Linked DNA regions of Hordeum vulgare: region 1 is linked to region 2. The links are chromatin contacts, called in public Hi-C maps. All regions are on one chromosome and are shown on one strand. The core of a region is the stretch at or near the end of the contact, and the rest is flanking DNA. Distances in the headings are between cores, read along the strand shown. Region 1 holds the start of LOC123444224 (protein PLASTID TRANSCRIPTIONALLY ACTIVE 7). Region 2 holds the start of LOC123440155 (sinapine esterase-like).

Region 1 (7,868 bases), core at 3,194-5,693, 170 kb after region 2:
TCAGGACGCCCCCCAAACTAGTGTTCCTTGATCCTGCAAAATGTAATGATGAAAGGTTAGAACTTAGGCATGCAATGTGCCTTGATGATGTTGCTTGCCCAACTTCACCTAGTGATTTCTTGAGAACAAAAATATTGCCTCCAATAAGAAAACCACAAAGAAAGCATTAAGTGGGCCATATACTGACCTCCTGGTATTTCGCTATCAGAATTACGGACACAGAGAAAGTCAAGCACCGACCAGTAAAAGCTATGGACCGACTTTTTGCAGCCTGTGCTAAACTACCAAGGTTGTATCCAAAATGGATGATACAAAAAATGTTTGCATCCAAAAGGTGTTACATCACAACCACCGATTAATTATTTGCTTTGAAACCAACCTTGCATACATAGCCTGTGATTCTTGATTACAAACCACGTGCACTCTGGTGGGATGTTGACATTTCAGGCAGGTCATGCCATAGCTTCTTTACGTGTGTAGTTATGTTGTTTCAAGAAAGACTTTAGTATGTGCTGTCATACATGATAGTAGCAAAAGTAGTGGGATTGTCAATTTCTAAAATCCTACTGCACTTGCGACTGTAACGAAGTAGTGGCTGGTCTATGGTAGGATAAAAAAGCAGTGACTCTGCAATTGCTGTCCTGTTGCATGCATTTGGCCCTCACACGTCACAACACCGCAAACCAACAAGCACATGGTCAACTTCACAGAGGTGCTCGCTGCCTAGGATGACATAATGAGCGGCCAACAACACACCTGCATGTTGGCTGTGATCCTGGCAATTTGCAAAGCTAGTAGCATGGTGGATATGTGAGTGGTTAGGTCACAGAACCAACCATAAAAGGAGCGGGTAAATGCATATGTAGCAGAAGGACATGGTAGATGCATAGCAAGGCAAATCAACAAAAAATATATGCGCATACGCCAATCTTATGAACAATGCTAGATAGTGAAGATCTCAAAGGGGATCCCCACAAGACAATGGGCCAGCTCTTATTTCCTTTTGACCGATGGATCTGTTAGTGGGAGCACTGTTGCGCTTGCACTGCAGTTCCCTACATTTTCATTGTAATTTTCTCACTCCACTCTCCTCTAGAACACCGTGACAGCTGTCAGTATGCACCCAACCCACTTACTGTTGCCTGCCCCATTCGCTCAGCAGATGCCAGTTGATAATGGGTGGTGCACTGTATCAATTTTTGGTTAAATGGTACATTTTCACTGCTTCAACAATTAAGGTTCTATATTGCACCAAATAGGCACCATTATAACATGCAGAGGTAAGAACCTTATCATCACTATAACATTGGTATTTTGTGGAATACTCAGCTCATGAAATGGCTAGGACATAATCTAATCATGGCAATCCTTTTGCAGAGTTAAGCCATCATTCCATGCATAGCTGATCAAGAGGAAGACTACGAATAATTTCAAGTCTAGTTACTGCTATCTAGTATCTACCATTCGAAGCTATATGTGACATTTCATCCAATATGATAAGAATATGGTGCTGTTAACACAAACGTTTTAAAGAAGAACACACAGGTTAGGTTTTAAAGTAGCTTGAGCCAAATGCAGTTGACCTTGTATTGTGGGATATCAAGTTTCAGGATAATCCTGTAGAACAATCATTACTGGTAGACCATATCCAAAGTAAAACCTTTTTTCTCTCTTTCCTACAGCTCAACCCATCATCCATGTATAAAAGGGGCAGAGACGCAATAGCTTCTCGCCAACAATCCTCCAGGGAACAAGTCTCCTTTAGCAGCTAGCGGAGAACAACATGCCTAAACCCACTTTTGTACTCGCCATCATTCTTCTAATTGCTCTCTTCAATGCATCTGCAGGTATGGTGTTTGCTATTTGTTCTTCCCAGTATTTTACTACGTCATTAAATATATATACAACAACTTCTTTTTTCATGCAGGCCAAACCATAGTGGTAGAAATTGATAATGCTGTTCCCCCGAAGTTCATAAAGGTCTGCCTATGTTGATCTCAAAGTTTTTGACCGCAATGCTTGTTGTGTTTCATTATTTCCGTTCCATAGACATATATGTGAGTGCTAGCTAATACTTTCTAGCTCTTTATGTTTTCCTCTAACGGTTGGTCACTTTTGCTATATAACTTATGCTTCACTAGAGGAAATATGTCTACAATTTATGCTTCAATCGACAAATACCAGATGAACAGAATAACTTCTATCTATTCATATGCTAAATTTCATGTATTCTTGTTCTCTGTGCTCTAAATGCAGGGGCACAGCAGGAAGATTCTCACAGAGATTCAGGACTATGACTATGGAGGTGCAAACTCTAGGCATGATCCACGCCGAAGGCCCGGGAGGAATGGCTAGAGTTAAGACCCTTCGTACATATCCCTGCAAATGACCGTGTGGGGTATTACTACATGAAAGCGGGTCATATGAGCGACCAGTCACTCGCGGTAGCAAAGCCTGTATGATTTTCAAAACACCTGCAGTATGGTTTATATATCCAAATATATCAGAGAGCGGGATAGATATTACTCTTATCCTCTAAATAGTCTAGTCAAGTGAAGTTGGGACTGGTTCATTTTAAAGGGCACCAAGTGCTACAAATACATGATGCCATTTGGTGCAGTGATAATAATTTCTTGTGAGCTCAAGCTGTTCTGTGCTCTTCTGTTCTGTTCTCGATTCTGACTAGACCCAGATTCTCCCACACTAGGGCATGCTTGTGTGAAAGCACACTCATCGCACTCATGACATATACAACTGAGGATAATAATTCAAGCATAGAGAAGGAAGTAAAGAGTAATTGGAGAGTGAGTTGTGAGATATACTTACGATAAAGCATGTGATTCTATTCAATTGCCTTCTTCTTTTATGAAATAAGGCCCGGGCTTGATAGGATAAGGATAAAGGTAGCCCTCTGGCCGAGAAAATCCAGCTTCATTCATGCGGTCACTGAGCACATGTAGTATAGGTTTTTTCAATCCATACTCATGCCTGTGTTTCTCAAGATAGGCATTAGCTTCTTCTGCCACCTCCATTGTGAATGCAAACCTATTCTCTTGAGATAACATGAGCTGGTTGATATCCAAGCACACAAGCTTCCCATTTTCCCTTACTTTTCTCACTTTCTCTTCTAAGAAAGGGATACGATCCAACTTGTAACGCAACATATCATCCTCTTTGGTCTGCCACAAACGGAAGGGGATTTTTAAGCATGATGTCACGATGGTGCTAGCAAATAAGATGGAAATAAGGAAAGAATGTAAAGTTTCTAATACATGTCAACAATGCCTATTGTTTCCATTTCAACTGATTTCATCCCATGGCGGTTTTATTGCCTATGCAAACAACAAATGTGTGATATACAGCTGCTTGCATGCCTGCATAACTGCTCGGAAATGGCCAAGCAGCGCTGGACGTGTGACACAGTTTACCCAGAAGGAAAAGAAGGCAGCTCGTTCCTACTTCCCATGACAATGATTGGATTGTCTACAAGAAACATAGTCTAAGACCGCAGCGTAAATCAGTTGGAAAGAAAGTCTGCAGCATAAGAGTCACCAACTTCTTATTTGACAAGTTTAGAAAAAACTGCAATTCAATGCAAGGTCATGACCCAGCACGACCAAAGGGCCTGCGTAAAATTGATATATATCTCATCACACAACTCTCCATTTTCTTTAAGAACCTCCCAAAGTGGGTCCGGATTCCATTACTTATCATAACATAACAAGCAAGCACACAACTCTCCCTTTGCTGAACTATATGTATCTCCGATTCAGTGTGCGTCTGGCTCTGTTACAAGCAGAGCTATATGTATCCCTGTACTGAACTTCGATGAACACAAGCCAATCATTTATCCTGTGTGGCTGTGTTTTAGATTTTGTCAAATACTGTACACCACATGGTAATGGACACCGAATGATGGTTCTCGGGTCTCCTGAACATCAGTATGCCCAACCTACTCCACTGAACAGGGACGCAAAAGTTCTAGGCCCAATCGTATTTCACCGTCCTAATTCCAACAGAAACAACCACGCAGAGACGAGGAGACCGGCCTTGTTCGGCTGTTGCGCATACCAGTTTCCGGCGGCGCCACACTCGCCGCCCACCGCTGACTCGCCCGTCCCCGGCCCCCTTCCCACTTCCAGGCTCACTGCTCTGCTTTTTCTACGAGATAATGGAAACAAAATGATAAGGATTGCGTGAGTTGGCGAGGAGGAGAAGAAAAGGGGAAGGGAAGTAGGTTGCCTGGGTCGGGCTTCCACCTGAGCCTTCATGGAGATGGTGCCACCGCTGCGGCTAGTCCTCCCGCTTGCTTGAGGGATGGAGGGGAGGCCGGCGGCGAGGTGACCGTGGTGGTGGCGGGCGGCGAAGGAAGCGGCCATTGCCATGGACATTTTTTGGACCGGGAGGTTCTTACCTCATCCAGTTCTCGACCTGTTTGGGCACGAGCAAGCGCTGCGGGACCTTATTCATCGACCTGCGCATGCTTTTGGGCCTGCCCATGTGCGGCGCGGGTGCCGCTACTTTTTTCCTGTTGTTCTTTTTGGCTTCATTAAAAATGTTTGGGATTTTAAAAAACGAATTTCAAAATCTTCAGAAATTTTAAAAAAGATCATGAATTCAAAACGTGTTCACGATTTCGATTTTAGTTCTTCAATTTGATAAATGTCTGTGATTTCCAAAAAAAATCTTGAATTCAAAAAATTATTCTAGAATTTGAAAATATGTTCATGAATTCAAACATATTCATGAGTTTCAGAAAACATGTTTGTGATTTCGGAAACAATTCGTGACATGTAAAAATTATTACAAATTTGAAAAACATTCCTGATTTAAAAATGTTCACAATTTACTAAAAAGCAATCACAATTTCGAAAAAAAATGTTCATGGTTTTCAAAAATATTCAAAAGTTTGTAAAACTGATTGTGATTTCAAAAATGTCAAGAATTTCTAAAAAAATGGTTGTGATTCCAGAAAAATTTACAATTTCAAAAAAAATCACAACTCAAAAAATCTTCATGATTTTAGAAAATGTCCATGAATTCAAAATATGTTTGAAAAATAAAAATAAAAAGTGAGAAAGGAATAAAAAAGGAAAAAACGAAACTAAAAGAAAAAACAAACATGAAAGAGGTTATGGAAAGAGGAAAAAAATATGAAAAATGAAAAAAAGGTATAGAACCTTCCCAAAACCGGTGGATGGAGTGAGCGCTACTTGGAAGTGCGACCAGTGAGGGGATGCGCGTTTGGTCGACAACCGCCAACCTATGTGATAAATAGAACCACCAACTTTGATGCACAACAGAAGAATATGGGGTGAAGCATATATGTGGGCTTTCAGCAAAGCCCAAATGAAGTAAATGGCCTAACATTGATCATCGATGGATGTAGTGTTGAAACCCCAAGGGCCGAATGAACCATTGGAGAGCCCCTATTTGACGCTTCATGCATTAGAATATCAGCAAACGTATGGTGCGTCGGTGACTAGGCTGGCTCATATCGGTGCTCGGTATGAATCATAGCGGTTTTCATGATCGATTTTTTAGTCGATTTTCTTTAAAAAAATTACAGTGCAGAGTAATTTTTCTTAACAGTAAAAATGTACTATATTTAAGAAAATGCTCGACGAAAGATGGAAATGTTCAATCAATTTCAAAAATATCTCATATTTCCAAATAAAGGAATTTTGTTTATTTTTTGTTGTATTTTTTAAGTTATTCTTCAATAAAAATTATTCTTGAAAAAATAAAAAATTTGTAGTTTAATAAAACATTTATGAATTTTGGAAGATTTTAAAAATAGAAAGGAAAGAAAATATACTAGAAGATAAATAATGTATCTCCCCAACCCATAGATGTGCACCCACATAGTCGTTAGAACGTGTCGCGCCTGTGCGACGTGCTCGACGTGCGTGCGGAGGGAGGCCTTCCAGATGGCAATTTCTTTAGTAGCTTGTCGACGAGGGGGAGAAGCGAGGAGGGTGACGGTACCTTCACATAGAAGGGAAGGCGAAGGAGGTGATTGGGAAGGATGCAACCGTGCAAGAGAGAACCGCACCCAGTGCTACTGAGACATATGGTGAGCATTTGATGTGGAGGAGAGAGCATTTGCTGAAGTTTGTGTGGAGACAAGAGGCAGTGTCGAAGGTGTCCAGTAGCACATGCACGATTTTGAGCTAAGGTGGATCAGGATGGTAGAACCACGACATCGTCGGTGTAAAGGGAAATACCGTAGGCGGCGTGATGGTTGGTAAGGCGCTTGATCAGACCCGAGCGAACGGCGTGTTGGAGCAACAAGTTTAGGCATTGATGACGATGGTGAACATCATCCATGAAAGGGAGTCGCCCTCCAGAAGACCACGAGCGTGCATGATATGTGGGGGGCATTGATCAAGACGTGGGTGTATCGTGGACCTGGTGGAGATAGGAATGGCCACCCATTCCCAACAATTGTTGCCAAAATCCAAGTGCGAAGATCCTCGAGAAGGAAGGCCAGGAGACAAGTCGAATGACATCAATGCCAAGCTTCAGGAGGATGCGAGGTGACATGAGATTGTACAACTTTGTGGCCATGTGTTTGATACGTTCATTTTGCATCATGAATTACTATTGATATTTGTGTTGATCATGTCCATTATTCCTTATTATCATACAATTATTATGCTCTTTCTCTCTGAATATGCAAGGTACATCACTACGAAGGAAATATTTGAAACTGGAATTCTGGATCGGGAAACCGAGAAAAAGGCAGAAAAATCAACTTTCTCCAAATGACTTAAAACTTTATGGAGAATTTTTCTGGAATATTCGAGAATTTGTGGGCCAAAAATATATGGAGAGGGACCACCAAATGTGCACAAGCCAATACCCTCCACCCCCAGGTCGTGCCCTGATGGCTTGTGGGACCCCAGCTGGCCCTGTGATGACGATCTTCTCCTATGCGGTGGGTTTTACCATAGAAAAAAAGCATAAGTCATCTTTCGGGATGAAGCGCCGTCGTCTCGAGGCGCAAACCTGGACAGTGGCCCTTTGGCTCTCCAACAAAGAGATTATGTCGGGGAAACTTCCCTCCGAGAGGGGGAACTCGAAGCCATCGTCATCATCAACGCTTCCTCCTTTGTGGGAAGACCAATCTTCATCAACATCTTCACCAACACTGTCTCATATCCAACCCTAGTTCATCTCTTGTATTCAATCTTTGTCTCAAAACCTCACATTGGTACTTCTGGGTTACTAGTTGTGTTGATTACACCTCGTAGTTGATGCTTGTTGGATTACTTGGTGGAAGATATTATGTTCAGATCCTTAATTATTATTATTATTACACCTCTTATCTTGAACATGTTGATGGTGTGTGAGTATTAATTATTGTTCCTAAGGACATGGGAGAAGTCTTGTTATAAGTAATCATATAAAGTTGGTATTCGTTCGATATTTTGATGATATGGATGTTGTTACTTCTCTTAGTGGGGTCATGTGAATGTTGACTACATGACACTTCACCATGTTATGGGCCTAAAGGGAGTCATTGTGGAGTAACAAAGATATGATGGGTTGCGGGAGTGACAAAAGCTTAAACCCCAGTTTATGTGTTGCTTCATAAGGGGCTGATTTGGATCCACATGTTTCATGCTATGGTTAGATTTATCCTAATTCTTCTTTCGTAGTTGCGGATGCTTGCGAGAGGGGGTAATCATAAGTAGGTTGTTAGTTCAATTAAGAACAACACCTTAGCACAGGTCCACCCATATATCAAATAATCAAAGTATCAAACGCGAATCAACTCAATATGATGAACATGACTAGACAGAAATTCATGTGTGTCCTCGGGAGCACTTACTTTATATAAGAGAACTTTCAGGCATGTCCTT
Region 2 (6,960 bases), core at 3,720-6,219:
AGATTGGTCATCCCATGAAGTAGGAAGCGTTGGTGATGACGATGGCTTTGATTTCCCCCTCCCTGAGGGAATTTTCCTCGGCAGAATCGCCCTGTTGGAGAGAAAAAGGGCCTCTGCCTAGGTTTCCTCCCTGAGACGGCTGCGCTTCGTCCCAAAAATTATCTTATTATTTTTTTATAGGTCAAAGCCCAACTATAGCAAACGAGGGAGGTCAGTGAACCTGGGAGGTGGACCTAAGCCATTAGGCGCGCCCAGGGGGGTTAGCGTGCCATGTTTGCTTGACACCAACAGGTGGCCCCCCTTTGGTATATTTTTTCTCCATAAATTCATACATATTCCAAAAATATTCCTTTTGACGTTTTATATCATCTGGAGTCGAGTGAATTGTTATCCTTTTTCTTGGTTTTCAGGTCCAGAATTATAGTTTTTGACAATTTCCCTCTTTGCGATGTACCTTGCAAATTAAGAGAGAAAAGTCATAAGAATTGTAACATAAATAGGAATAATAACCAAGAATCATTTTAAATACTAATAAGAAATCATGATGCAAAATGGTCCTATCAGTGCCCATCTGGAGCCTTGTTCTGGTGCCGTGTCGGAGGGGGGTCAATCAAGGAGGACCTCTACATCATCCTTGGTGATGTGTGAGTACTTCACCATAGACCTAAGTGTCCTTTTGTTGGGATCCTATGAATTGTGGGTATATGTTGAGATTATTCATGAGGTTATATTGAGTTCCTTGTTGGCCTTTAATATATATGCATGATTATGATAGCTTCGTGATTCTCTCCGATCCATCGATATTGTTTGGCTAACTAGATTGATTTATCTTCAATGGGAGAAGTGTGTTGTAGTGGGTTCAATCTTGCGGTGCTCAATCCCAGTGATAAAAAGGTACATGACACGTATTGTATTGCTACCACCAAGGGTAAAACGACGGGGTTCATTCATATTAATTTGATTTACTTTGTCTACATCATGTCATCATTTTCCAAGCATTACCCTATTTTCACTTAATACTCTAGATGCATGGTGGATAGCGGTCGATGGGTGGAGTAACAGTAGTAGATGCACGCAGGAGTGGGTATACTTCTTTATGGACGTGATGTCTATGTGTAATGATCATTGCGATGAATAAATATTGCATAACTATAAGCTTTTCTATCAATTGCCCAACAGTAATGTGTTTACCCACCGTATGGTTTCTATGAGAGAGAAGCCTTTAAAAAAAACTATGACCCAGGTCTATTCACATATATATTTACAAAAATACAAAATACCTTATCGTTCTTATTTACATTTTATTTATTTTCTATTTTTATTTATAAAACTATCCATCTACACTACTCATTGCTTGCAAGTAATGAGTTCAAGGGGATTGACAACCCTTTTCTCTCCTTGGGTGCAAGTGTGTGCTCTTTTGTGTGTAGGCCCTGAAGACGGGAAATTGTGTGGTTCTCCTATTGGTTCTATAACCTTGGTTCTCACTGACGGAAATACTTATCTATACTTTGATGCATCTTTCCCTCCTCTTCGGGGAAAAACCCAACGCATAACACAAGTATCATGCTCTGTCCCCAATAGGATTGTGCAGATTTTCTCATTCCATGAAGGGTCGTTGAGGTCTCTCAACTTGGAGGAGATTGATCCACTTCATTCTCCACTTCCTCGGGTGGTTTTAGACCTGGGTTGAGGTGACCTCGTATCCAAAAAACTCGAATACTTGCTTTGCTACATCGTTCAAGTGCACCTCCTTGAAGCCCTTGTCAGTCCTCACTCCACTAGATATGACCTCACACATCTTGTTAAGCACGAAAGTGGAGAGGAACAACTACCACTTCATGTTGCATCCCCTGCCATCCTTCTTCTCCTTTGTAGCCACCGTTAGAGCAACAACATGAGCTACAACATTGGGTTGAGCCAATACAAATGAAGGAACCGTAGGAGGCACCTCGTAAGCCTCTCAACAAGAGGCACGTGGTCAATGTTAGGCTGAGAGACCTCAACGTAGGACACCGAGAACTGGCACGAGTGCCAGTGTAAACTCTTGCGTGCTCATGCCCAACATACATAAGCATCATCAACAATACACCACACTACAAATCGACAATATGAACTAGCAGTAAATGTTGGACAACAGATTGCACATGAACAATATGAACTAATAGTAAGTATGAACTAATAGTAACACATGCACACATGGATGATCTAGTTCAAGACAGCAGTAATAAATCCATCAAATCATACCATGAATCAACACAATAGAACACATCATTAATCATGGACACATATGGATGATCCTGTTCAACACTTGCACACTAGCATACCACACATCTAAGCATCCATCCATAAACATCTAAGCACACAATCATGGAAACAACCCCTAGCATGCTTCAAATCCATCCCAACTAACTACTGCAATATCATAGTCAAACAGATCGGAAGATCTAACCCCACACATCGCCAGATTTAGCTATAACTAGTAGAGGAGTGGGGGTGATTGAACTTACACACACCGTCGGAGGAGCTGTGGAGGAGGTGCGTGGCACGAAGGAGAACAGGAGGAGTGGATCCACCGCCATAGTCAACCGGTTGTTGGAATAGTTGCGTTGCTTACCTCGTCGTCGAGGTGGATTCGGGTGAGAGGTAAACCTCGAGAAAGGGGGTTGTGGCGTGAGTTTTGTCGCGCCGGTTACCGCGGCTATATAGGGCGGTCGAATCGGAGGGGTGTGACGTGAATTCATCGTACCGCTTTTTCATAGACGTGTCATCGCTCCCACCATCTCCCGCCCATAGTTGTGCAGCGCGGCGTTCCCGACCCCTGCATTGCTTGAGTCTGACTTGCTGGAAATTGTCGATTCAGTCGTTCCTAGCGGGTCTGGCAGAGCACTTCCTTAGGGTTCGTGCGGGCCAAGATTTGGATGCGGGCCACGCAAATAGACAGACCAATTCCTTCCCCCACAGTCTTGGCTGAGGGTATGCATGCAACCAAACACGTCCCTAGTAGCACACCGGTATGGGATACAATAAGTTGGAGCGGGGTCAGCTAGCACGAGATGATGGTGAGAGGCGGTGGAGGCAAAGCACAAGAGCAGGGTTCGATTAGGTTTTCTGGTCGATCGCATATGTATGCAACACGTTCAAGACTAAGTTTGTTCTTGCAAAAAAATAAGTCTAGGGCACGTTGGGCTATTGGGCTTGTAGCGGGGTGCAACACCTTAAAGCATCTCTAGTAGACGTTGTAAAAACGTCTTGCCCGTATAATTCCGACGGCAATACGGGTTTGGCTTGTTTTTTGGGTTACACCAAACCCCATATAGTCGACCCGACCCGTAAAAATGTTCATAGTGGACCGGAACCCCCCACCCCCAGTATATCTATGGGTCCACGGCCGCCATACGGGGCAAAATCATATTCCCCATCGCCGCAATACCCCCCTTTTCCCTATGGTTTCTAGCCGCCGACAGATCTTCCACCATGTGGAGCGGGATTTGGAGCTCCAGCTGCGGCGCCGACAGTGGAAACGACCCCGAGCGGAAGCGCTGCATCGTTGTCGATGCGACGAGGAAGTGGTCCGCCCGGTGGTACACGAACCATAGCTTTGAGCCGTCGTCGTTCCTCCTTAGTCCTGAGATGGAGGAGTACGACCAGCGGGAAGCTCGACTCTCCTCCTACGGGGGAAGCCCCTCCAGCGCGGGCAGCTCCGCCACGTCGGCTAGCTCGGGTATGCTTCTCCCTCCGGTGAACAGGGAGCCGGAGGAGCTCCCGCCACTCCGTGCGGTGAAGAGAAAGGCGGAGGCGGAGCGGGGGAGCATTGATGTCGTCGAGCCCGAGGATTTCCTTCCTCCTTCTAATGTGAATGCCATCGAGGCGGCCATCATCGCGGGCAGTGCGCACGAGGAGGAGGTGCCGCAGCGCTGCCGTTGAGACGAGGAAATCGATGCCTTCGTGTATGACGGGGGCTTGCGAAGGCGTGCGATTTCAACGACAACATGACGATGTGGCGCCTTGAAGCCGTCGTGTATGATACTACCTTGGTCGACCTCACCTCCTCCTCCTCCAGCGATGAATAATCTTCGTCGCCATAGCGTCACCGCAGCACCCGGAGGGCTACTGTGAGCCACATTGTGGGCATTAGGATTCGGCATAGGCGGCTCCTTCGGTCTAGTATATGTTAAAAATCAACTATGTATGGATGCATTCTAGTCCTACTGCTTGTGTTCTTCTGCCGCACGAAATTTTATTTTCAGATTTTAAAGATCCACCAGCCGCAAATAATATACTAGCAGCCGTCTCGTGTGTCCACCTTCTTATCGATCTTGTGATAAAAAAACAGCATACTATTCTTGGTCATATACATGCATGTACGTACATATAAACATAACAAAGTTTCACCAAAATCGTGTCGAACATGTGTATTCTAGTTTCTATTCTTGTATTGTTAATTTAAATACTAATATTTCATGCAACATTGAATCGATTTCCGCATCGACACATGGGATGTCATCATCTCTAGCTAACCCTAGTGCAAGAACGAGATGCCTTCGATCGATCCCGTACCTGGATCACATTGTACAAGTCAACTGCGCGTCATCGATCAATCGATCGATTAATTCCCTAATTAATTCTTCACACGTCATTCCCTTTGGCAACACCAATCGAAGTCCCCGTATGCGATCGATGGGGACGGACGATTTTATAAGGTTGTGGTTAGGTCTTGGACTGAGATTTAATCAAGTCACAGTGAAGTGATATATTTTTTCTGTTTCAAAATAAATGTTAAAAATTTAGTCCTAAATTAACCACACCCTTATTAAAAAAATCTTAAATTAGTGACACTTATTTTAAAACGGAGTTAGAGCGCTCATCGTGATTAAAAAATATGTGGCTGAGAGAAGTAAGCTAGGCACTACGCAAGACATTACAAATAGCCTTCGCTGAAGTCTGGCCGGGCAGCAGGGCAGATCTGATTGAGGCTAGCTCGAGGTCGAAACTATTGCTTTCCATCCACATCCACCACAATGGCGGTGGCGTCGCCTCTGCCTCTGCAGATTTTCGTGGCCGCGCTTCTTGCGCTGTCCCTGTCCACGACAGCGTCCTCATCGCCTGCGCCTGTGAACCGGAGCAGCTGCTACAAGCGTCTATTCAGCTTCGGCGACTCTCTAACTGACACAGGCAACTACATCATCCACTACTCCACCGCGTCAGGGCCCGTCCTAGCGCTGCCATACGGCGAGACCTTTTTCGGCCGCCCCTCCGGCCGTTGGTCCGACGGCCGCCTCATCGTCGACTTCATCGGTAAGTGTTTGGACGACACGTCGACATCTACTTAGTACTTACATGCATGATGCATGATAATTCGTACGTGCAGTGGAGAGGCTGGGGTTCCAGTACTGGCCGGCGTACCTGCAGGTGTCAACCAGGAAGCTACCGGCGGAGGAATTCCGGTACGGCGCCAATTTTGCGGTTGCGGCCGCCACGGCGCTGAGCCAGGATTTCTTCCTGAAAAAGAACCTCAGCGTTGACCTGCTTACCCCGAGCCCGATCCCCCCTTACTCCCTCGGCGTCCAGATCGGCTGGTTCAAGAAAGTGCTCGCCATGGTCGCCTCCACGGACCAAGGTAACGTGTACCACAAACAGAAGATAACAAAACCAGAGCAATTAAGTGCACGCATAGCGCCATGGCTACGCTGCCTACGCAAACGCACTGACCACCGCATCATGGCCATGCAGAGAGGAAGGAGTTGATGGCGAGCTCGCTGTTCCTGGTGGGGGAGATCGGCCTCAACGACTACAACCACCCCTTCTTGCAGAACAAGACCCTCGAATGGGTCAGGCCCCTCGTGCCCCAGGTCATCAGGTCCATCGCTATGTCCATCGAGGCTCTGATCGAGCTGGGCGCCAAGACCATGTATGTGCCGGGTATCTTCCCGCTGGGGTGCACCCCGCTGTACCTCTTCCTCTTCCCCGACGACGACCGCGACCATGCCACGGGCTGCCTTCAGAGGCTCAACGACCTCATCCTCGTCCACAACCACATGCTGGAAGCCAAGCTCGAGAAGCTCCGCCGCGACCACCCCAGCGTGTCCATCACCTACGTTGACTCCTACGACAACGTCCTCGGCCTCATCACCGCGCCCACGCAAAACGGCAAGCCCTAAGCAAGAATCCTACCATGGCAACACATCATGTCCAGAACGGCTTTGATCTTACTGTATTATTTTCGTGGTGTGCATTCAGGGTTCGGCAAGGAAACGGTGTTAGAGGCCTGCTACCCCGTCTTCATTTCGGGATCAGCGGCGGTGCCGTGCCCAGACCCGTCTAGGCACGTAAATTTCGACGGCCTGCACATGACGGAGGCGGTGTACAAGCTCATGGCCCGCGGGATGCTCGACGGCCCGTTCGCCGCGCCGCCCATCATGTCCACATGCAACCATAACTGCTAGCGCAATAGTGCATGTTACATCTGATTGTCAAAGTATCGTACAGAATATTGCTCAAGGGACAGGAGAAATGTACGAGGTTATCATCAACGATATTGACTCTCAGAAGTCTAGATTTGTACTAAGTTATTTTAGATGATTGTGAGCCATCCGATCTAGATAGGCATATATCAGAAGGGTTGGATGCGTTTTGCTACGCCGTTAATGTTTTTTTTAAATAAACTGTTTCAAAATATAAGGTGTGTCACTTTTTAAAAAACCAAATCGTTTAAGGTTTGATCAAAGTTATATAGAAATATATCAAAATCCAAAATATCAAACATGTATAGTTGAGATAATTGCAGGGCACTACCACACTTGGACACGTCGTAACGGATTGGTATCAATAGTCATAGAATTTGCGCATTAGTATCATTTCAGAGACTAATTGTTGCAATACGGAATGACAGGCATATAAACGCGTATTGACCACGTATCTGACAGACCTGGCCCGCATGTCAGGTGACATGTGTCATAT

Evidence for each region. Hi-C and Micro-C count contacts between places; a contact is called where the count stands out from the background.
Region 1: a Hi-C map of leaf shows a contact between it and region 2, with 2.5 times the contacts expected there. The contact joins the promoter of LOC123444224 here to the promoter of LOC123440155 in region 2. A contact is called at or near these places in 2 of 6 Hi-C or Micro-C datasets (leaf and seedling).

What each region holds. Positions count from the first base shown.
Region 1 is chr3H:455,192,757-455,200,624 of MorexV3_pseudomolecules_assembly, forward strand. It overlaps LOC123444224 (protein PLASTID TRANSCRIPTIONALLY ACTIVE 7), which reads right to left and starts at 4,444. Exons shown (of 4, transcript XM_045120883.1): 1 at 4,260-4,444; 2 at 4,072-4,152; 3 at 2,827-3,179; 4 at 1-33. The coding sequence starts at 4,391. The coding sequence ends at 2,847.
Region 2 is chr3H:455,018,820-455,025,779 of MorexV3_pseudomolecules_assembly, forward strand. LOC123440155 (sinapine esterase-like) reads left to right here and starts at 4,970. Exons shown (of 4, transcript XM_045116725.1): 1 at 4,970-5,298; 2 at 5,372-5,620; 3 at 5,734-6,150; 4 at 6,241-6,639. The coding sequence starts at 5,022. The coding sequence ends at 6,446.